Regions from separate parts of the Mus musculus genome. Here all the other regions are linked to region 1. The links are chromatin contacts, called in public Hi-C and HiChIP or PLAC-seq maps. All regions are on one chromosome and are shown on one strand. The core of a region is the stretch at or near the end of the contact, and the rest is flanking DNA. Distances in the headings are between cores, read along the strand shown.

The links. A called contact is a pair of places that touch in the nucleus more often than the background predicts. HiChIP or PLAC-seq counts read pairs in DNA pulled down with a chosen protein or histone mark.
Region 2: a contact with region 1 is called in an H3K4me3 HiChIP or PLAC-seq map of bone marrow-derived macrophages, with 5 times the contacts expected there. The contact joins two enhancer-like sites. A contact is called at or near these places in 3 of 115 datasets of contacts at active chromatin or transcription factors (bone marrow-derived dendritic cells, bone marrow-derived macrophages and large pre-B cells) and 1 of 9 other capture datasets (adipose tissue).
Region 3: a Hi-C map of bone marrow-derived macrophages shows a contact between it and region 1, with 22 read pairs. The contact joins the promoter of Qrfprl here to the enhancer-like site in region 1. A contact is called at or near these places in 2 of 39 promoter capture datasets (the HPC-7 cell line and HPC-7-derived erythroid cells), 1 of 15 datasets of contacts at CTCF or cohesin (pro-B cells), 18 of 484 Hi-C or Micro-C datasets (CD4 T cells, DN3 thymocytes, the HPC-7 cell line and 10 more), 2 of 115 datasets of contacts at active chromatin or transcription factors (astrocytes and bone marrow-derived macrophages) and 2 of 9 other capture datasets (adipose tissue and liver).

What each region holds. Positions count from the first base shown.
Region 1 is chr6:65,112,872-65,116,998 of GRCm38.p6, forward strand. It overlaps Smarcad1 (SWI/SNF-related, matrix-associated actin-dependent regulator of chromatin, subfamily a, containing DEAD/H box 1), which reads left to right. Exons shown (of 24, transcript NM_001355250.1): 24 at 1,430-3,178. The coding sequence ends at 1,491. Among named protein-coding and RNA genes, the nearest start is that of Hpgds, 30 kb to the right of the region's middle. Within about 2 kb of position 2,185, at least 30 of the 459 cell types and tissues checked have an H3K27ac peak or open chromatin away from gene starts, as enhancers often do. A contact at or near this core is called in the HPC-7 cell line, adipose tissue and bone marrow-derived macrophages, where this site is marked.
Region 2 is chr6:65,603,813-65,607,939 of GRCm38.p6, forward strand. It overlaps Tnip3 (TNFAIP3 interacting protein 3), which reads left to right. Exons shown (of 8, transcript NM_001001495.2): 6 at 2,029-2,145. Among named protein-coding and RNA genes, the nearest start is that of Tnip3, 15 kb to the left of the region's middle. Within about 2 kb of position 1,744, at least 7 of the 459 cell types and tissues checked have an H3K27ac peak or open chromatin away from gene starts, as enhancers often do. A contact at or near this core is called in bone marrow-derived macrophages, where this site is marked.
Region 3 is chr6:65,378,838-65,382,964 of GRCm38.p6, forward strand. It overlaps Qrfprl (pyroglutamylated RFamide peptide receptor like), which reads left to right and starts at 2,457. Exons shown (of 6, transcript NM_175524.4): 1 at 2,457-2,793. The coding sequence starts at 2,457.

The DNA of each region.
Region 1 (4,127 bases), core at 935-3,434:
TATCAGCAATCATTAGGAAACCTCTGGAAAATCAGCATGGCTAACTAAAGACTATAGAGTCTGTTTCTCTAGAGCTGGCCTTGGTCTCAGGATCTGCAGCTATGTCACCCAGGCACTTGGCAGCTGGAAATGCAGATTTCTAAATTCTCTATAAGATTTAACCTGCTTAGAAACTCTGGCAGTGGTACTTAGTATAATTTAACAAGCTTTCTTGTTGACTTTGCTGTATATTAACTGGAATCATTGCTTTATGATAAAAATCGTGGGACTCTTTCTTAAAGTAACTGGCTTATTACACTTTTGAACTCTTATTACAAAACTTTTTATATAAAAAAATCTTAGAACCACGGTATGAAGGAAAGCTCGCTGACCGGCAGCTGTGAAGGGTTGGCATGTGTTGGGCTTCTCTCTTCCAGAGCCAGTCTGAAGGTAGTTTTAGGTGTGACAGGATTTTAGATAAATATTTTCTAAGTTGTTACAAACAAGAACATTTTAGATAGAATCGAATTTCCTACTCAGATTTCTTCCAACTGTCCGTTTACTATATTATTACTGAGGTTCATTTCTTTTGTTTCATGCGAATAGGTCTTTTGCCTTCGTGTATGTTGCGTACTGGATTTGTACCAGTCACGTAGAAGCCAAAATAGGCACTAGATTCCCCCGAGACTGGAATTGCAGCTGGTTGTAAGCCATCAATCATGTGGGTGCTTGGAACTGAACCCAGGTCCTTTGGAAGAGCAACCAATGCTCTTAGCTGCTAAGCCAATTTTCATCCAGTACCCTTTTAATATTTTTTCACTTTCTTTTGAAACAAGGATCCTGCTAAGGTTCACACTTTAGATTTTATTTTGTTCTAATAGTATCTAGTAAAAACACTAAAAGATTTTATTTAGTAAAGACACTAAAAGAGTCTCCATAGTCTTTTCTCCACATTTCTCTAGTGGGATGTGGAATGCCAGTTAGTTTTAAGAGAATTGATATCTTAATGCCATGGGCTGTCTTTAGTCTGTTAAATACGCTTGAAGGGAAGGGTATCTGTAAACTCCTTAACAGTTTGTCCAGTGTTCAGTGTCTTGTACGTATGCATCTTTTACCCAGAGAGTAGAACACATGAAAGTACTCCTGTAGTTTTGATTGTCTCAGATTTTTGAGAGATTTGATTCATTGTGCTGCATTTCAGCCATTTGTAGTTTATTGCTGCACACATCAGAAATAGTTGTGACTTTACAGCTATGCTATTACCAGTAAGTGGGAAAGTAAATAACTCAGCTGTATAGGTTAGGTCAGGTTTTTAATGAGATGACACCAAAACAAACTAGGAATTAGTTATAGGTAGGAATTCACCAAAGAGAAGAAAGGTTGGGAGGAAGATACATCTTAGAAGCCCGGATATTTCTGCATAACTTTCACATTATTTTCTGCCCTGCAGCTGATGAAGGAAGTATGCCAGCAGATATAGCCACATTACTAAAAACATCAATGGGCCTGTGAAGGAGAGCGCGGAATTCCTGATTGATGAGGACATATCAACTTGGTGCATTCAAGGACATTCACATCACGGTGACCATGGGGTTTCTGAGCATTTGTAATTTTTTATAATTTCATGTTGCATTTCACATAGTATGGACAACTTTTTGCCACTAACTGGATTCTCCAGATCCTCACATCCTGAAAATGTTGACTAATCATTTTTCAAAGCAGTTTTCTGAATGGGGTTAGTTGGTGATTGTTTGTAACAAATATGCTAATGCTTTAGAAATGTCAGTATTTTTGTAATTATTTCTACCTCCAGATATATATACATATATATATATATATATAGTGTCTTTCACTGGATAATGTGTGTAGATTTACATGTGCCTTATTTGACAATGTTTATGTCTTGTTTTGCTTGTCTGATTTGAAGTTTTTATTATGTTAAAGAATGCAGCTGTATAGGTTGTTCAGTCTTCATTTTATTGCTATTTGATGCAGATGTTCACCAATGTCAGTAAGAACTCAGCCTGAATCACAAGGTGGCATTCCATCCACTAATGTCCCCAGGTCCTCTTCTTCCTCCTGTTAGAACACATTTGTTTGGCTAAGCACTAAGTTGTTTTCCAGTGAGTAGGAACTGAAGCCTTTCTCCTGCTCTGGGGGGTCAGTTCCTTCTTTCATTTTCTTATTGCACCTCTGGCTCATTAACTCTGCCTTCGCTTGTGTGTGTTGCTATCAGCTTCCTCTCCCGCTTTTGCTTCTCTTAACCATTGCCCAGTCACTTCTGCTCCAGTTTTCTCTTACACATTTCCTTCTGCTGAATCACCAAGATCAGCAGATGTTGGTGGCATATTTCTAGTCCAGCAGAACAGATTAACTTAAAGATACTTTCACTTCAAAGGAAACTGGATGTGACTTCATACCAAGGTAATGCTAGATACTGCATGAAAATAGGTCATTAACTTTAAATTCTTAACAAAATATAATTTACCAGTTCCCAGGATTTCCAATACAGAACCACCTGAAGAGAAGCCATTGTTCAATTCCAGTTCAGTGTGGGTGACAAAGTGAAATTTAGAAGTAAAATTGTCTATTTGGTATTTCAGTCTTTATTAACTTTTCATTTAAATTTTGCCTGTCAGTCTATATTGCTGTTTTTATTATACATCAGATTCTTTGTATAACTTGTGAGTTTTATGTGCTTTGTTTTATAATGTAAATATCATTATAAATAAACTTATTTATAAATGAGAGATTTGTTAATTATTGTAGCTCATACTTTTCAAGACACCCCCAGTGCTGAGGTGCTAGGTAAACACTTAGATGGGTGACACAATCCTACAGTGCTATTTTTTTTTCAGGTATCTGAGACTCTGAACTCCTGACTCAGTAGATTTAATATTGAAGATATATGACTGTATCAAATTTATCTCCCCACTACGGGGCTGCCAGGAATTTGCAGGTGTTAATGCTACCTCCTTGTGATCACAGTACCCAGGTCGCTTAGTCAAGTTGTTGGAAATTGTACCTTTTAAACCCACAGTGAATTTCCCTTAACTTTTCTGTGTGAAATGTGTCTCCCACAGTAGGCTCATTGGTTGTGGTGTTGTTATATCTGAATTTTTTCTAATGAAATGTAGTTGGATTCTCCCTGTAATATTTTATTATGTCTTGGGTTTAATAAAAATATTTGTGATCATTAAGTTGTATTTCACACCCTTTGTAATGGTTTTTAGCCCTCGTTCTCCTTCCCCAGAGAAGTATGTAATATTGAACAGAAACAGGACCATCTTATGTTTAAGATATTGCTTGGCAATGGATAGGGATTTGGTACATAAAATGAATCCTCAATTGTCCTTTCATTGGGCCAGTGTCATTAAACATCACAGTCCATTGGTAGGCTTTTATTTTCTCCTTTATAAAACAGGATTTCTTGGCATAGACCTAGCTGTCTTGGAACTCTGTTGACTAGGCTGGTCTCTGCCTTCCAAGTGCTGGGATTAAAGATGTCCACCACCCATCATGAAATAGGTTTTATTTTTTTAGTATAAGTCATATATGTGTAATAAGACACCTTATGTGTCTTGTCTTGGACAGGTGACTCGCCGATAGGAGTTCCAATAGAGTCAAGGTGTGGGTGGATCAGAAGATTGGGTTTCTATTTGTGCAGCCTGTAAAGAAGGGATCTACCTTCTTCAGTGGCTGTCTGACTTAACATTGTGGCTATGTTAAATACTGCCCTATAGAGCATGCTGATGTTACACTGATCATAGAAATATGTAATACTATTTTGAGTTTCCATTTTTCCCATAGGAATTGTGTTTATTACTTTTCCTAAATTCTGTTTCCATTAAAGATACTCTTTTAGCCAGGCAGTGAAGGTACATGCCTTTAATCCCAGCACTTGGGAGGCAGAGGCAGGCGGATTTCTGAGTTCGAGGCCAGCCTAGCAACAAAGTGAGTTCCAGGACAGCCAGGGCTATACAGGGAAACCCTGTCTTGAAAAACCAAATAAAAAACAAAACAAAACAAAAAGGATAATCTTTTATGGAAGGTAATACAGAGGGAAGTACCTGCGCATCAGGGTCATCTCCACCTTCATTAAAAGCATTGTTTGTATGTTTCCCTAAAGACTTTTTCCTATTGATTGT
Region 2 (4,127 bases), core at 494-2,993, 490 kb after region 1:
TCACTTTTCATTCATGACTCATTTTTCAATTTTCAGAAGAGCACTGGAGAGGTAACCAGGCAATCAAAATAAGATGATCTCCAGGAGTCTTGTGACAGGTCCTGGCCATTCCTTTGGCATGTTTGATTGCTGTTACTCACTTGTGTCACCCTCTCAGGTCTCTCTTTACTATTGATCATATAGCTTCAAATATCCAACTTGATTGTTATTGCCTAGAAGTATGCAGCTTATACAGGTTACAACAGAATTGAATTGAATGCTTTCACACACATAAGGATTCCCAACTCATTATCATAAATAAATAAGTATATTAATTAAAAAAACAATTTACTTAATAACTTTGTTCTTTAATTTTCTCCTAGAGGAAGAAAAAAGAAAAACAAAAACATCACAACCAAAAAATACTTTTTTGTCTAAAGGCACTCTAGCCAACCCAAACATGGCAAATATGGGTCTGGCAGGCCTTGACCTTTTCCCCATTTCCTTTGCTGAAAATCATTAGATTACATTCTTAAAGATAGCACCAAAGTCTATTCCCTTATTTAGCCACCTTTTCCTCCTGAGGTCCTGCTATCAAAGGACTGAAATCCAGCAATCAAATCGCCCCTTTGGCTCATCTAATAAACATGCCCAATTAAAATCAAACACCTCATCCTAACACATCCCTTTTATCTTTAGATATTTCTTATGGGCCATGTCTGTGTCCTCTCTCTCCAACCCAGGACAAATATCCCTCTCCTTTGTTTTCTTCCCCTTCTCCCCCATTCTGTATCTTTTGTCTTTATCTCTTATTTCCTGCCTTTGTCTCTTCTTTGTGCTGAGAATATAGTCTTGGGGGGAGCTGAGGCTATACTGATTCCTTTAGTTTCTCCTGCAATGTTCTGAAAATTAATACTTCCATTGAACTAGGAGGTGTGTATAGATTCTAAAACCCAATAGTAGAAAATTCCCAGTGTGACAAAATCTGTTCAAGACTATAAGCTGGCTTTCCTTTCTGCCTTTATGACAGTCTTGTGTAGCAGTGTGGACAGTACAGTGCCACTATGATTATCTGCTTGCCCCACTAAGATTTGTAAGCTGTTTCCCTAGGAAGTGAATTCATAGACCTCTGAGGTGAACGTTTTTTCTGAGTCCAGAGGACTCACTTGACTAATTATTACACTGTCAATTATGGTGCTGAGGACACTCATGTATGAGAGCATCTTGAATTTACAAGGTTAAAATGTTGAAACTATTTTTATTAAACTCACCATGAATTGTAACTCTCTGTTTATAATCTAACAAGTAACATCCATATATAATCTAAGTATGAGTATGAAGCCCCATTGGGCAAGTGAGAAAGGGTGAGAATTCACTAGCAAATAGCAACTTTGCTTTGCCTTCTTATTCCTTGGTAAATTCATAAAGTTATAGCATATTTTATCCCACACGGTCAGGAGTAAATAGATGTTTTGATAAAACATAAATATGTCTAGCTAGCTCAGGGAACGGTGTGCTGGGAAAAGATAGAGCAGAAGAGGAACAGCAGGCCTGGAGGCCTTAACTGTGCAAATGGGCACTTGGTATAGATTTCCTTGGAGATATGGCATGGCTTACAACAGTGTTCTTGGATCCCCCATTAGACCTACTGATTCAGAACCTCTAGATAGACTGCCCAAGGAATCTGCTCTTCTAGGTGCCTCCAACATTTGAATAGCACAGATAGCAAACACACTGGAGGAAATCAGAGGCTTTGCAGAAGGCTCTTCCTCTTTTGTCTTCTCTTTTCTTCTCTAGGAGACAGGGAGGTCAACATGAGTGATCCCCTTAAAATGGTGGATGTTGAGTCCTTTTTACATCACTATGGGGAATACAGAGACTTGGAAAATATGCACGCCTGCAGACAACGAAACACAGAAAAGCTAGTCAGCCACGTGGAGAACATAAAACATGCCTCCTCTTGTACTGGAGGAGATTCTAACAATCATGAAACAATTACTAAGATGAGAGTGAATCTCTTATCAACAGTGTGCTTCATTTTTAATATAGGTTCTTCAGGATGCCTTGACCATTGGGAGCTCTTCGCTTTCTGAGGACTCAGGGAAGTGTAAAGGCAGGTGCAGCCATGCAGAGATGAGAAGAGAGGTGGAATGGCACAAGCAGCAGGTAAGAGGCCACAAGCGGTCACGGGGCAAGCACTTTCCCACTTACTGAGTTGTCTCACAGGTTCCAAAAAGAAACCTACTCACTGACAATCAGGCTAGCTCAGTTCCTTCCATCTGTTAGTAGGCAAGCAGCATGTTTGCTTTTGGACATCAGCTCCCTCCACCCACTACCCCAGCCTCTCTAAATCTCACCGAGTGGACTTTGTTACTACATCATAGTAAATAGATGATCTGCAAAATTAAATGGTAAAGTTTGATCTTCTTTCACAGCAAGGAAAAGTTTCTGGGAAAATGCAGGTTTAATGCAGACAGTGGCAAGTGTACTCTGGTTTGTAATAGCAAAGAGACAATCAAAACCCATCTCCTCTGTGTTTTAATGGCTCTATTGCTGACATCCTTAATTTATATTTTAACCATTCTTTTTCTAATTGCATGACTATAATGATCATACCACCAAGTGCCATATGAAATACTTGCAGTGTGTGGAATTCAGTGATTTCACCTATTGTTAGTTAGCTCTATTTTAGATCTTGAAATAGTGTCGACATTAAATTTCATTAGCCAGTGGTATAGAGTGAACAAAATAGTAATAACAAAATTTAAAATGGGTATAGACATGTTTTAAAAATTCCCCATGCTGCTTTACTTCTGAGCTGCTCGTGTATGCCAAGAATAAAAAACATTTGGCTGGATTGCCAAACAACGAAAGATAAAGTTATAATCATAGGTATCTCTATATTCTACCATGTTGGGATATTCATGAACAGAGGATAAGAATACTTTAATTGGAAAAAGAACAAATGATACCTTTTCTGGGAATAATTTAAATATTTAAGAGGAAAAATAACGTCTCAATCCTGATTGGACAGACTGAATTCTCAGTTATAGGTTAGTACAAGGAACTTTCGCCAAGTGTATGCATGTTCTATTTTTATTCTCTTATTCTTTTAAACTTCAGCCTGTTTGAATTCTGGTGATTGGAACTTGGTTTTTAAGAGGTTATGACTGGGGATGAAATCATCCCCATACATTCTTATAAGGAGATAAAAACCACTAGACATTCCTTTTAACTTAAGTGTATTAAAGCATTACCCAACACTGGGTCCCAGAGACTATTTATGAAATAAGAGTTCTTCTGATCTTTTTCTTATAATATTTATCTTGGGAGAATGAGAGTTTAACTACCTACTACTCAAATACAGGCAAGTTGTTTTAAAGACCTTTTCTTTGAAGGGCTGTGCTGGAATGTTCCTGCCTTCCAAGGCATACATATTTCTAAATGCCATGCTCATGACTAGTGAGATCCCAGGTTTTGTTCAGTAGATTTCCAGATTTAATGGAACTGGTGCACTTTCAAGGAAGCCAGTTTCACAAGGTAGAGTATATTAAATATAAGCAAGTTAAGTGTAATAGAATATACTAAAGGAAATTACTATGCTAAGTAAATACTGATGTTAATTAAGGAAAATGTAACTAATGTCCCCTTTCTATTAATTTTGAGGTTAACATACAATGTGAAGGATTCCATTGTGACTTTTTTGCTTTGTTTTTTTTTGTTGTTGTTTTTTTTTGTTTTTTGTTTTTTGTTTTTCAAGACAGGGTTTCTCTGTATAGCCCTGGCTGTCCTGAAACTCACTTTGTAGACCAGGCTGGCCCAAACTCAGAAATCCTCCTGCCTCTGCCTCCTGAGTGCTGGAATTAAAGGCGTGCCCCACCATGCCCAGCTCATTGTGACATTTTTATAATTATATTCATGTCTGCCACTCTTTTTCCTGTCTCACTATTCCTGGTGTTTTTTCCCCTTAAATGCTTCTATCCTTTCTGTTGCTTCCCTCCTCTCAGATGCTTCACTCAGTATATGGTCCATGTATTTGTCTCATACAGATTTTTAACTTCCATCATTTCTCCCTTGAGATTTCTTCCACTCCTCTCATGACCTTCTTTCTATGTTTATATCACATACACACATACCTTAAATAATGT
Region 3 (4,127 bases), core at 1,207-3,706, 270 kb after region 1:
CTTCAATACTCAGCTACTCCACTCAACTTCTTTTCTTTTTAAAAAATTAATTATTTTATTTGCTTACATATCAAATGTTGTCTCCCTCCCAGTCTCCCCTCCATGAAGCCTTCAACCCATTAATCTCACCTTTGCCTCTAAGTGGGTGTTCCTCCACCTACCCACCCACTCCTGCCTTACCCTCTAGCATCCCCCTTCTCTGGGGGCATCAAGCCTCCACAGGACCAAATGCCTCCCCTCCCACTGATGCCAGATAAGTCAGTCCTCTGCTACATATGTAGCTGGAGCCCACGTATACTCTTTGGTGGTTTAGTCATTGGGAGTTAGTTGATATGGTTCTTCGTATGGGGTTGTTATCCCCTTCAGTTCCTTCAGTCCTTCTCCTAACTTACTCTACTCAGCTTTAAAAAGCCAGAAAAATCAGCATTCCACGTTCTTAAATGGGAGTCAAGGTCAGAGAGGAGAAGGCTGAGAACAGGACATAGCTGCCAGACAGGCAGTTAGCGTAGGGACCCAAAAGCAGCACTGTCAGAAACATCCTTGGGTCTCTAGTCAGCAATGCAGCCAGGAACTCTTTATCTTCTGGATGAGCAACCTGTCCAAATATTGCACGTGAGGTTGGGGACTAGAATAGCAGTCTAGTCACCAAATTTGTCTATTGAAAAGGTTTGGACTAAATTTTTAAGTTTTCATGGCAATCCAGGTTGTATCTTCTCCAACTTTGGGCCATTTTCTAAATGATTTTAGAATCCCCCCCCCCCCAGCACTCATGTGTTACAATAGCATTAGAGTTTTATTTTAAACTATAGGGCTCCTAGAGCTTTTTAGCTTCTTTTTATGAGGCTAGAGCACAAGTAGCAATACTTTTTCAGTGGTCCAGAATCACCCCAGTAGCTATAAGACATCAGGGCCAAAAGCAGCTTGAGGAGAAAGGGCTTTCTATTTCGCTTACAATTCTCAAGTCATACCCCATCAGTGAGGGAAGCCATGGCAGGAACTCAAGGCAGAAGCCTGAAGACAGACACTGGTACAAGGGCTTGAAGCAGTGCCGCTTACTGGCTTGCTCTTTCATGGCTTGCTCAGCCTGATTTCCTATATCGTCCAGAATCACCTGTCTGGGTTGGCACTGCCTACCCAGATCCGGGCTCTCCCACATTAGTCTTTAACCAAGAAAATACTCCCCAGACTTGCCTATAGGCATTTTCTCAAATGTGGTTTCCTCTTCTCTTGTGCTAAGCTGATAAGAAACTCTGCCTTGTACTAAGATGTTTAAACAAAACAAAAACAAAACAAAACAACTAACTAGAACATCACAGACTAGACAAACTTCTTGATGCTTCCCATAATTAAAGTGCAAACTATAGCCATACAGAAACCAGTCCATGTTTCTTCATAGCAGTTTTATAGCCCAAAGCTGGAGACACCCCAACTGTTTTACAAGGAAGGAATAGTGAAATAAACTAGTATATGTCAGCAATACACCCCACAACTTGGACAGATTGACAATACACTTCACAACCTGGTTAGATTTACAAAACATCTCACAACCTGGATAGGTTTACAGCATATTGTGTCAAGGTGGAGGAGATCACATACACACAAAGTATATAGATTCTGATTCTGTTTATATTATTATACTCTTGACAGATGTGCAGAGACTGCTAGAGGTTAGAGGTCATGAACGGAGGAGCGCGGTCATGGTCATGAAAATGTCCCAGAGTGAGATCTGGGCGGTGATGGAGTTTTGTATCTTGATTTTGTTACACACACACACACACACACACTCTCTCTCTCTCTCTCTCTCTCTCTCTCTCTCTCTCTCTATCTATGTCAATTTTTAGGTTTGTACTTTGTCATACACAGTTATGACAAAACGGAGAAAGTCAGAGTATGCCTGGAACCCTCTTTTTATGACTGCAACTTCTCTTCTGTAATTATTATTTCAAAGCTGAAAAGACTTGAACTCCACTTTGCCATGGGTAGTTGTGGCCCATACATGATTTTACAAGAGGAGAACCAAGAGGCTTTCCAAACCTCAACAACAGTTTTTGTTTTAGTATCATCAACCTGGGCTGGGGCATGGCTTTGGGTGGTTCCAGCAAGGCAGGGCACTCCTTGTTAGGTGCTTTGCTGCAGGAGGCGGCTCTCCAGGGGCTGGGAAGTGCGCGGAGGGGCGGGGTTCAGCTCCACTAAGGTCCAGAAAACTGGACACTGAGCCTCGCGTGGCGCTGCGAGGTTTCTGAGGACCGCAGCGCCTGGCTGGGAACTTTCTTAGAACTGCAAACAGTTTGGCGGCTCTGACTTTGCTCTGGTCACTGCTAGACTCTCTCGCGCCGCTCGCACGGCACGGCAGGGCACGGCACGGCACGGCACGGCGGCACGGCTTCTGGCTTCTCTCCTATACCTCCCGGTCCTCGACTGCCCCACGCGCGGACGAGACGCCTCCCGAGCCCGGCATGTCGTGGAACTTGACCGCGGAGCAGCTCTCGGCGCTGCTTCGGCTGCACAACCTGACGCGCGCTCAGTTCATCGCGCACTATGGGCTGCGGCCACTGGTGCTCACCCCGCAGCTTCCCGCGCGCGCCAGGCTGGCCCTCCTGCTGGTCGGCATGCTCATCTTTGCCCTGGCGCTCTTCGGCAACGCCCTGGTAGTCTATGTGGTGACCCGCAGCAAGGCCATGCGCACCGTCACCAACATCTTCATCTGCTCCCTGGCACTCAGCGACCTGCTCATCGTCTTCTTCTGCATCCCGGTCACCATGCTCCAGAACGTCTCGGACACCTGGCTGGGGGGTAAGGAGGTCCCCGCTAGGCATTTTCCTTTCTGGTCGCCTTTTGTTTTCTCCATCAAGAGAACCCCTGAATTTTTGGAACTTCTCAGCAGGGCTTACTTGCTGAGGGGGCGTTTGTTTCTTTGTTTTATTTTCTGCTTGGGGCCAGCATCCCTCCTTGTCCCATAGATATATTGATTGTGGTAAGATTTAAGTACAGTCCACAGCAGCATGATTCTTCATTCATTTCAGCCCCTCACCGTAATTACATGCTGTTCCCCCACACGCTGTTTAAAATAAACCATTGCAATTTTAGAATAATCTTTCAAATAATAAAACATTTCAAAGGTCATTTTTTTTTCTCTTCTTTCCCCCAACTTCCAGGTTTCCTTCCCAGTTATATATGTGGCTTCCAGACAAGGTTTTGCATGTATTAACTAATAACACACAGACTTAAAACCTTTCACAACAAGTAGACACTGAGCAAAAATGTGTTGGTTTAGTAATATTAAGTAAACATGTCCCCTCTTCATTTCTAAAGGACAGGTGAAATTGCTCTTCATTAGAACAAGGGGTAGGACTGGCAAAGAAATCAGAGACTGGAGGCAATGAGAGAGGCAGTGGGTGGAACAGAAGAAAGGTGGACGCTGGGTTCCAGGGGCCTCGAGATCACTGATAATGATCTCCCACTGCTTCCAGGGCAACTTAGGCAGGAAATAGCAATTCTACCCCTGCTTTCTAGAGTGCTGTATCCTGTGGGTACATTGAAATTCTTAGAAAGTGGTTGTAAATGCATGAGAAATGGATCATTATGCCTTCTTACCCTGCCATTTCTGTCCCTAAGGCTAATTTATTTAAACTACTGGAGGCTCTTTCATCACTCCTTACCTCCTACCACTAGGGGATTACCAGCGAATACCTTCAGTGTTGCGGTTTTTCATGAACTTGAGTTGCATTAATTGTTGGGGATAAGGATAGTAAATTGCTGTCATTTCATCTGATATATTTCCTAAAAAAAAAAAAATCCATCAAATATTGAGTACATAGGTTTGGCTTGAAAGTGACCCAGGGTATATAGATCACTGTAAATAGATTATAGGTTAGAAATGTTTTATCTTCTCTGATAAAATAATTGCATTTGGGCATTCTAGATTTACCTGAGACAGCTAAGTTCATCAATGGAGGGTTTTGGATTATCAAATATTACATTTTTGAGGAGAAGTCATAGAGTTACTACTACTTTTCCTGTATGTACTTAGAAACATATTTGCTCTGCTGAGGTGGTTACATCATCACTGTGACACTGACCACAAGAATTGAGGTTCTCTGCTGGCTATGGAAAGACCAGGTTCACTA